Linked DNA regions of Gossypium hirsutum: all the other regions are linked to region 1. Evidence: chromatin contacts called from public Hi-C data. All regions are on one chromosome and are shown on one strand. Each heading gives the region's core, a stretch centred on a gene start, on an enhancer-like site or on the middle of the called end of the contact. The rest is flanking DNA. Distances are from core to core; before and after follow the strand shown.

Region 1 (3,764 bases), core at 793-3,292:
CATCTCGAAATAATAATTTTTAAGAAAATAAAGGCAATATTCGGTAGTTGGAATTTTGAGAAATCGTTCCCTAACTTACTGGGTTTCGATTTTTTTCATTTGACCTAAATAACCGAATATCCTTCTTAGGTTTAAAAGCATGAGTGTCAAAAGACAAACTTAATTTTGAAGATTAAAAATGTTGCGCCCTAACTCACTGGGTGTGACGTTTTAATTCTTTGAAATAAGAATGTTTTATTATTTTAATTCATTTAAGTTAAAAAGTTTTCTTTTAAAATCTTTTTAAATTTTCGACACCAAGACATTAAACAATCAATTCGGTACCGATTTTGGGCGTTATGAGGGTGCTAACCCTTCCTCGTACGTAACTGACTCCTGAACCTGTTTTTTTCAAATTCCGCAGACCAGAATCGTTTTTCAGGTGATCCGATCACACCTTAATAAAGGATCGGTGGCGACTCCATTTTCGTTTTCAAAGTCAATTCCTGTTTTCAAAAAAATGGTTTCAATAATCTCAATACCACTCATTCTTTAAATTATCTAAGATTACGAGCGTAATATGAATTTTTGGACAAATTTACCATTTATTTATTTTATATTGGTTAGAGTTGTTATGCATCCTATACAATAGTGTTTTTGTCTACTATTACAATTTTTGTCCGTGTTTGTTGCAATTAAGAGTAGAGACTGAGGGTTAAATTTTTTATTACTTTTGGAAAGTGCCGTGAAAAAATATTTTAAAAAGTGCTTTTAAAAAGTTTGATTTAAGAGTTAAATGTTTAGTATTGTTGTAAAAAAATACTCTTAAGAAATAAAATTTTTATTTTAAACATGATATTGTAAAGTAAAAATATACATTTTAAAAAAATTAAAGTTCAAATTTGTTAATATTATTATATTTTAGTAAAAGTATAAAAAAATTCATTATTAATATTTTGATATATAAAATATAAATTTTAAAAATATTTAAACCTTTAATGTAATTATTTATAAAATTTAATTAAAATATATAATCTACATTTCAAATATAAATAATGATAAATCCAACATCATATTATAAATAAAAATTAAAAATATCATTTAACTCTGTTGGTAATCAACATTTTTATTAAAATATGAGGAAAGTTAAGGGTGCCTTAACTAACGCGAAACCCATTTTAATTTATTTATTTTATAATAATTAATTTATATTTTAGGTGGTATCCCTTGTACTTGAGGCGACACCACCTTTAACTACAATAAATATATTATTTTCATAATTAATTCAGAATTCACACTATTTTTAAAATTAATTATTTTTTAATATTATTGTAATAAATTTCCCTAAAATTGAAGTTTCAATTAATGTTTGGACCTTAACATTGGGTCTTAATTTGACGCATAGACTAGTTTATTATTATTATTATTATATAAAAAACAGAGAATAGCTACGTATGAAGGGAATTCCTTTCATGATTAAAACACAAAAATCCCATATTGGTCAGCCATAATTACCTGCATCTCTCATTGCTTTTTACTCAAGAAAACAAACCACCATAATGGCCTACAAGACTCTGCATCGAAGTCAATACTTATGGCCAAGCAAGAATCATAGAAGAGACGATCAATACTGTAATCCTTTATCATTAATATATAAATATATGGTTATTGCAACTTGGCAAGTTGGACAAATCAATGATTTATAGTTTTGGAGTTGGAAAAAGTTTATCGCTTTAATGTTACTGTATAATTATGATCTCAAAATATTAAAATGTTAATTACTTGAAGCTGTAACATTTAAATATTAAAAATATGTGCAATTCTATCCAAAAGAAATACCTTAAAAAGAGAGGTTTAATAGGGATAGAGATGAGTGAGATTTGGGCAAGTAGAAGGTGACAGAATGGACATCCGCCCGGAAATACAGGGAGCCGTACAGCAACACACTCAGCTTTCATTTTTATTTTTTAAAATTATACACAATTAATGTATGTATATATATAGAAAGAGAAAGTTTAACTAAAACAAAGTTAAAACCCCACTTACTAAAAGCTCTTTCTTTCACCCTTCCTGCCACACATCACTCTCACCAGTGGCAGCATTTGCAGCAGCAGTAGTTGCAGTCATGCAGCACTGCTACTGCTCACCTTGCAGTCAAGAACCACCCCACCACCAAATATATATGTATATACAAACACCTTTACTATATCTATTTATTATAATTACTGAAGTTTTTTTTTTTTGTATGTGTGTGTGTTTTTAATTGTAATTTCCTAATTAATTAAAGGTAATAAAAAGGCTTGATTTGATTTGTTAGACAAAATAGACTAAAACCCATCACCCCTCTCTTTAAAAAAAATGTGTTTTTTGAGGTCTTGACTTAATTTCTCTGTTCTTCTTTTTGCAATGCCAAAAAACCATTTCTTTCTAAGCTCTGAAAATGCAGTCATGAAAAACCCTCTTCTTCATATCTCACTACTTAACGTTTCCAGGAAAATCATTTCTTTCTAAGCTTTTATTTTTAAATACCAATGGGGGGATTAATCGATCTGAACTCTACGGAAGACGATGAAACTCCATTATCTGGTTCTTTGTCTCCATCTTCATCTTCAGCTTCAGTGTTAAGTGCCCCTGGTTCTGGTTCTTCTGTTTGTTTAGAACTTTGGCATGCGTGTGCTGGTCCCCTTATATCTTTGCCAAAGAGAGGAAATGTAGTGGTGTACTTCCCTCAAGGCCACTTGGAACAAGTTTCCGATTTTTCCGGTGTAGCTGCAGCTTATGATCTCCCTTCCCACGTGTTTTGTCGGGTTGTTGATGTCAAGCTCCATGTAAGCTATCTATACATGTGTTTTATAAACTGTCACTCCATCTTGTGTGTTCTATATATTATCTTGTCTAATGAATGCGTTGTCGAGGTTTGGGGTTGTGGGAAAATTTTCCTTTTTATTTCTAGGTTTGTATTCTCGAGGACTATTTCAAAGGGGAGAGCTTTAAAGTCCGTATTTTTTTTTTGTGCTTTTATGGGTTTGGTTCCTCCATATTTTTTGGGGGGAGGGAGGGTGATTGCGTCTGGATTTGATGTAGTATTCCAGAGAATTGACCTTGTGAAAATGGTTTTATCATGTGAAATCGAGTGTTTCGAGTATTTGGAATTGATTTTATTTTTTACTTGATTTGTTTTCCCCGACAATGATAGGGGACAAAGGAGAGTGGTGCAGTGTGTTATTCTTAGAATGTGGATTTGCTATGAAATGTTTGTTCTTGTTGGCAGGCTGAGGGTGCCACAGATGAGGTTTACGCCCAAGTTTCATTGGTTCCTGAAACTGAGGTGGGTTTTATTCTAGCTCCTTGATTTGCTTGGTTAATGGTTGCTTATAAAAGTAGTATGAACAGAAAATTATATTCAGTTTGGTCCGTAGGCAATACCGTTATTCTGAATTAGAAATAGTCCAAAGATGAGTTGAACTTAGTTCCACATTTGGTGTCATTTTGTTGGTTTGATGTGCTTGTTTCTTCTCATTTCATTTTCAAGGTGCCTTTTTTCTCCTGTTAACTCAATTTTTTTTTTGTGTAAATTACTAAATTATGCCTTTTGTAGCAATCTGAGCAAAAGTTGGAGGGAGGGAAGACTGAGGCAGATGGGGAAGAGGAGGATGCTGAAACCAATGTCAAGTCAACCACGCCCCATATGTTCTGCAAGACACTAACCGCTTCCGATACCAGCACGCATGGTGGCTTCTCTGTTCCTCGTCGAGCTGCCGAGGACTGCTTTCCTCCCTTGGTAA
Region 2 (3,588 bases), core at 886-3,385, 520 kb after region 1:
TTAATATTTCAAGTTCAAAAATCAATAGATCTTAGGCTTTCCTAAGTCTATGGTTTTGCTAGTAATATGTTCAGCTTTTTACCTATCTCATTTGTCAGCATATACAAGTAACAAAAAAATAGTTTTGGCTCAAAAACAATCGAAGTTTGTGGTTGATTTTTTCGTAGTTTTCTGACGACACTAGGGTTTAAGGAACAATTTCTCTCAAGAAAAGGGCATCATATGATAACAACGCATTATGTTGTACTGTTATAGCAAAAAAAAATCTAAATTGTCTAAGGCTCAATCAATTAATGATAACTATGAGAACTTCACATCATGGTAAATAATATAAAGATCAGTTTAGAGATTTATGGTTACCCATTAGCATGAAATTAGATCACTCTGACGATAATACTGCTTTTGAGGTATCTCGCACATAGTAAGATGACATCTTATCAATGTTATAAACATATCTGTGTTAGTTATCAGTTGTTCCTAAGTTTTCATTTTTGTTGCTTAATTCTTTTACTGTTTTATGATTATTTTTGTTAGTTGAATGTTTTGCTATCATTCTTTTCAATTGAATGTTTGTTTTTAGTTTCTCAATTATGTTTTTCTAAAGTTTTAACTTGTTGCAAAACTCAAAAATCTTTTTGATTTGTTTTGTTTATTGTTGATGTTGGCTTTGTTAGTTCTTGAGCTCAAACACCACTTGAAATTATTTTTTGTAATGACCAAATATTTTTGTGGCACTATTTTGTGTAGATGGATCGTAATCAAGATCATAATGCAATTGTTGGGGTCGTGGCTTCACTTTTAATTTTTAAGGCTCTTTGGATTAAAAAATTAAAAATTAGGAAGGAAATCGCTTCTCGCCCCTTTGTGAATCAAGATTATGAAAGAGAAAATTATATTAATAGTATTTTATATAGATGTGACCTACATTGTATTGATGAGATCAGGATGAGGCCGATTGCTTTTTTTAATTTGTGCAACATTCTTAGTATGAACAATTTGTTACAATAAACTAAATCTGTGAATAATTATGAAGCAATGAGTTATATTTTTACATATAATTGGTCATAATATAAGGTTTCAAGTTATGAGATCAAGATATTATAGATTAATTGAGACAATTTCACCGTTACTTGGCCAGTCATGTAGTCATCATGTGATGTACTACTAATTATGCACTTGGATAATATTATTAACTTGTAGTACTAATTGTGGTTTAGAAGCTAATTTATTATTATTCAATCTTTGTTTTTTTATAACACAATTAAGAATCATCTATTCACTTTGGTTGTTTTTAATTTATGACTGTTAATATTCTAGCTTAATAATTGAGTACTATTATATATTTAATTTGACTTATTTATAAATAAATCATTGAAATATATGAAAATTTATGTAAAATATAAATTTAATAGATATAAAATAAAATCAATTAAACAATGAAAAGATAATAAATTCTCAAATGTATGCTTGTTTCATTTAAAATAGCTTTTATGAAATATTTTTAGAAAATCTGCCAAACAACAGAAAATATTTTACACAAATTTATCCAAATACAAAAAAATATTAATTTTTCTAAAAAAGTAAATTATTTTCCGTAAATCATTTTTCAAAAACCATTTTCAGTCAAACAAACGGACCCTTGACCTCTCCCATCAAACACCTTTGTAGCATAAGCTTGACACCATGGAATTGCCATAGCATAAGGGTAGAACAACAATATCGTATAAAAACTACATGTGAAATGCTTTGGGATGTTACATATGTAACGTCTTAAAAGCTTATAAAGAGTGAATCATGCGTGTTGACCTGTTGATCAGAGTGTTTATTGCCACAAGTGTGGCTTGAGTTCGAGTCGCGCTAGTTATCTTGCTTAAGGCTTTGTCCTCCTCTTATAATTCAAAAATAAAAAATAAAAAATTCTTATAAAGAGTTTTTTTTACCATTATAAAATAACATTAATTAAAATAATATTTTTATTAGTAAAGTTTAAATCCATGCAATACTAATGCTCCGAATTAAATTATATTTAAAATGATATATAAAATAATAATTAAACAAAAAAATAAAAATATTAGAATAATAGTTTTCATTTAGAAAATGAATGATGATCTTGTTTTTTTTCCTTTTTCAAAATGGAACCAAGAAAAGAAGATCGTTCCTCCATATTCGTACATTTTTAATTTTTTCCTTTTCTTTTTCTTGTTCTTTAATTTAGAGTAGTTTCCCTCTCTTATACTCTTAACTCTCGTCTCCCCCGATTTAACGTTCCTTTTTTCCCCCTGTTTTCAATTACTCAAATTTCCACAAATTCCCAGACTTCACTGTCTGAAAAACCAAGCTCACAAGGACATTTGTTGGGTGTCCTTCACTTTCTTACAGATCACAATTTATAAAATCAATCCAACCCTAAACCATAGAAAACGAGTAAGAGAAAGCAAAAACACACCTTATCAATGGTGGCTGGTAAGGTAAGATTGGCAATGGGGTTTCAAAAATCATCTGCGAACTCAAAGCATGATACTCCATCAAAACCGCCATCGCCATCCCCAAGCTCAGGGAACAAAAACACTACTTCCGCAAAAGCTGTTTTCTCACGTTCATTTGGTGTTTATTTCCCTCGATCCTCGGCTCAAGTCCAGCCTCGTCCACCTGATGTCACTGAGCTTCTCCGATTGGTGGAAGAGTTGAGGGAACGAGAGTCCAGGCTCAGAACAGAGCTTCTAGAGCACAAGCTTTTAAAAGAATCAGTGGCCATTGTCCCCGTGCTGGAAAATGAGATCGTCGTTAAAAATGCAGAGTTGGGACGAGCTTTGGAAGAGATTGAGGGCTTGAGAAACAAAAACGCGATGTTGAAAACAGAGGTAGAGGAGATGAAGGGAAAGATTGAAGACGAAAAGGAGGAGAAGGAGAAGAAAGTGAGAGAAATGGAAGAAGAGATAGCGGAGCTGAAGGAAACGGTGTCGTCTTCCTCTTCTGGTCGTAATAGTAAGGCGGAGATTACGGCGGGAACCGACGAATTGATTTCCTCTTCGCAGCAGTTTCAAGGGTTAGTGGAAGTTAGTGTGAAGTCCAATCTGATAAAGAATTTTAAGAGAAATAATAGTAATAATAAATGTACGAACGCCATTGTTTTTAGTGCTTTCAGTAATGAGAAAGTTGAGAGCTCGGAGTTTAAAAGAGAGGAAATCGAAAATGAGAGACCCAGACACTCGAGGAGTAAGTCGGAGGAACTCGTTGAGTCTACTAGTGTTAACATCAGATCTCGTGTTCCTAGAGTTCCAAAACCACCGCCGAGACCTTCGTCGTCGTCGTCATCTTCATCCACGTCATCCAATAGCTCCTCTGATTCCACAGAGAAACAAACTTCTCCACCACCACCACCACCACCTCCGCCGCCTCCTCAGGCGGCAGTGAAGCAAGTTGCACCTCCTCCACCACCTCCACCGCCTATAAAAGCTATTGCGCCGCCACCTCCACCGCCGCCTCAGAAGGGGATGAGGACAATTGCAGCAAAAGTGAGGAGAGTTCCGGAGGTTGTGGAGTTTTATCACTCGCTTATGCGCAGGGAATCAAAAAGAGAGGCGGGTG
Region 3 (3,634 bases), core at 486-2,985, 590 kb after region 1:
ACAGTAAGCATGTTGTTCATGAAACCGGTAATTCACTAAAAATAATAACAATTAATTAGTAACTCAGACATAGAAGGCATGTATTCATCACATATCATGCTCATATAGTAATAATCTAATCATTCAAATCATGAATTCTACATTCTCCATAATATTAGAGACTTAATTGAAAGAGATAAAATACTAGAATCAGTTCTAGGATCATGCAATGACTAAATTGAACAGCTTACAAAAATTTTGGGAAAAATTGTAAAATAGGGGCACACGTCTATGTGACCAGACCGTGTGCAATGCCTTAAGCTGTGTAGAGGGGTTACACGACCATCTGACAAACTATGGCCTTGTGGAATGTGCAAAATCAAGGTACAAGGGAGTCACAACCATGTGAAGGGTTCTAAGTGTGTGAGAATCGAATCTCCTCAGGTTTCAGGGGGACATGGCCGTGTGGTCCGCACGTGTGGCCTATACACCCGAGTGCCTGGTGTGTGGCCCTATTCTGAGGCACAGATTGCCCCGATTTGCTTGTAAAAGAACACACACTTTTCACCAGGATCTTGAATGACGTCGCTCACGTTCAAATCTAGTCTGATGCACTTGTAACGGGTTCTTCAAACGACATTTATACACAGATTAAGGTTTTTTTTCAAGATTTATCAAGATTACCGAGAATTTTAGCAAGATTATTAAAAGAGTCATTAATTCAAATGAAAGATTAGCTTTGGACGTAAATACTACGAGAATTTGGGATTAATTATTGAAATTGAATTGAACTTATCGATTCTTGGCAAGGATTAAGAACGTTTCTAATGGTGACTATGAAACCGATTGAAAAACTCCTTGAATCAAGAATAGATTTTAATTCAGAAAGCAAAGAAAATGTTCAGCAACAAAATAATGTGAAATATGATGAAAAAGAAAAGGGGGAGAATAGAAAAGAAGAAGATATAGTGAATAGATGAAGCAATTCTAGTTGGGATGAAAAATAAATCAAAATCCTAATGTAATTAGGAAAGTAATGGCTAAATGCCTAGGGTTTTCTAACTCTAGGGGTCGGCATGTAATTTTTCCTTCTAGCTGCCAAAAATAAAAATGTTCTTTGAGTGAAGTATAGCTCAAACTTGGTTCTTTAAGGGGAAGTGGCGTGTTAATCATTGAACTGCTACCCATTCTTATTATGTTTTTACATCAATTAATATTTATTTTAAAGTGAATTTCATCCTAGCTTGTTGAAAATAAAAAGAAAAGAAATGGGAAAAGAATGGATAAAACATAGGATCTCTAAGGAGTGCACTAACAACTTAATTATCAAACCTAGGTAAAATTTTAGTTAATTATTTTCAATTAACCCCCTATATTTTAGGGCATGATAGATTACATGGTATTTATTAATAGCCACGTCGACATTGTTGTTTAGTACTACCGATCAATGTTAGTCAAAGAATTTATTTGATCAATTTTGTTAGTTCACAAGTTCAATTGAATGCAAATAATTCGTAACAACTTAATTAATTTTTTTGAAAAAAATTTGAGAGCAAAAATACTAGTAAGCCTAAAGTTGAACTTTCCAACTATTGGAAAAATTACTTTTCCACTAAAATTTAAAAAAAAAATCACAATTTTTTAGAAGAAAAGTAACTCACAATAAAGTTAAATTTTCAAAAAAAAATGAATTTTAGCATACCAAATGCATAACCACCAATTAAATACCTAAGAAAGATTACTCTCCCATCAATTGAAGTTATATGAAATCCAAGTTATTCGATATGGGATTACTGTGTCATCCCCATGCATATGTTATCGACATGAAAAGTATACCTATGTCGTATAGGCTTTGAATTTGAGTGTTGGACATGAATATAAGATGGTTTGGTCTCAAAGACCGAACCTTTACCCATAGGCTTGGCTTGGTGCCAGCTTAAACCTGATAAGAAATGAAAGGGCCTGTCATATACAGTTTTTTTTTTTTTTGTCAACTAAATTTGACTGGGAAATTTTGATGAATTTACTCGAATTTCCTAGCTTTGTTGGGGCAGTGTGAGAGAGGAGATGAGTATCTGTTTCCGCTGGGTTTCAAATTTGTCTTCTTCTACTACTGAAACTCTCTCCACTTGCAAAACATACGGTTCACTTCCATTGAAGCCTCCGCTTTTCTCCTCTATATTCCACCTTCCTCCTCGTCCTAGATTTCAACTCCTAATCCGAGCTACGGCTGCCATGGAAACAGATCAAAGTGCAGTCACAAGCACGACCGCCAACTCCACGAACCCACCGATGAAACTCCTTTTCGTGGAGATGGGTGTTGGTTATGATCAACATGGGTTCGTCTTCTTCTTCCTCTTCTTAATCTTATATAAAACACCCATTTTACTTTTTCTGGTTTGATTTAATCCGATAAAGCACTTATTTTATGAATTATTGCATTGAATCAGGCAAGATATCACATCAGCAGCAATGAGGGCTTGCAGGGATGCTATTTCTTCTAATTCAATTCCTGCATTTAGGAGAGGTATATGGGTTTGCTGTTCAGTTTTTGTGCAGTAAGATTAGAAGATTTTAGAATTTATATTGTTTCTCTTTAGTGTTGTTTAAACCATGAGACCAGCATCGTTCTGTATTTAAGAATTCTCTTTTGAAGTTGTTTCATTAGATGTAATGAGATAAAATTCCTGCAGGATCCATACCTGGGGTCTCATTTGAGCAAATGAAATTACTGATCAAGTTAGGTGTTCCTCATTCTCTTCAACACTCATTGGATATTGAGAGGGTGAAGTCTGTTTTTCCTTAGTGAGTATCCACACCTCTGGAACTTGGTGCCTCAATTTTTGAACTCTTTTATCTCCTTTACAAATTGCTTGTTCTTGTTTAAGCACATATCCTTGTTGACTGATTTATTAACTTTTAACATATAGAGCATCTATGGTTGTTAATGTATGAGGATATCCATTCCAATATACTCTTACAAAATTCTGATCAATAATTTTCCAAGCATGAAGTAAATAGCTAATAACCCTTGTTTCCGATGAGCTCAGTGACCTAATTGTATTGCTTACTCTGTGTAAAATTTAACCCATGTTGAGACCTCTCTAATCTTCTAACTACTAATGCGAATTTAACTATGCCTTTCTTCAATTGGTCTTATTCTTCCATCACAAATCACTTTTGTTTGTGATATGTCATTGATTTTGAAAATTTACCTTCCAGAAATGTTGGGGACCAAATAAGAACGTCCATGTAAATCAAACCAGTTACAAACTCCTATTGCTTTTTTGCAATATTTATATAACTCGTAAATGTCTCTCTTGTTTTTTTCTTCTCATTCTTCCAATTGAATGCAGTGGAAAAATTTTGAATGTTGAAGTTGTGGATGGAGGACTAGTATGCTCAAGTGGCGTGTATGTAGAAGAAATGGGAGATAAGAATGATGATTGTTACATAGTTAATGCTGCAGTTTATGTTGGTTACTAGTTTTATTCCCACTGCCATCTTGAGAGTTTCTTTCAAGGTTAGCTTTCTGTCTTCACTAAATATTGCTTGCTCCTGATGCAAATCCACTCTTATTGATTCATAGCAGATGAACTGTACTTTGTATACTGTAGATTTAACAAATAAAATGGATCTGTCAAGGGCTATTAAT

What was found. Hi-C and Micro-C count contacts between places; a contact is called where the count stands out from the background.
Region 2: a Hi-C map of leaf shows a contact between it and region 1, with 3 times the contacts expected there. The contact joins the promoter of LOC107901727 here to the promoter of LOC107901896 in region 1. A contact is called at or near these places in 11 of 34 Hi-C or Micro-C datasets (anther, hypocotyl, leaf and 2 more).
Region 3: a contact with region 1 is called in a Hi-C map of leaf, with 2.2 times the contacts expected there. The contact joins the promoter of LOC107901731 here to the promoter of LOC107901896 in region 1. A contact is called at or near these places in 2 of 34 Hi-C or Micro-C datasets (both in leaf).

What each region holds. Positions count from the first base shown.
Region 1 is chrD06:47,841,375-47,845,138 of Gossypium_hirsutum_v2.1, forward strand. LOC107901896 (auxin response factor 3) reads left to right here and starts at 2,043. Exons shown (of 10, transcript XM_016828063.2): 1 at 2,043-2,807; 2 at 3,251-3,307; 3 at 3,578-3,760. The coding sequence starts at 2,511.
Region 2 is chrD06:48,357,604-48,361,191 of Gossypium_hirsutum_v2.1, forward strand. LOC107901727 (protein CHUP1, chloroplastic) reads left to right here and starts at 2,136. Exons shown (of 7, transcript XM_016827831.2): 1 at 2,136-3,046; 2 at 3,146-3,588. The coding sequence starts at 2,454.
Region 3 is chrD06:48,434,998-48,438,631 of Gossypium_hirsutum_v2.1, forward strand. It overlaps LOC107901731, which reads left to right and starts at 1,736. Exons shown (of 5, transcript XM_016827839.2): 1 at 1,736-2,318; 2 at 2,430-2,506; 3 at 2,673-2,784; 4 at 3,336-3,502. The coding sequence starts at 2,047. The coding sequence ends at 3,465.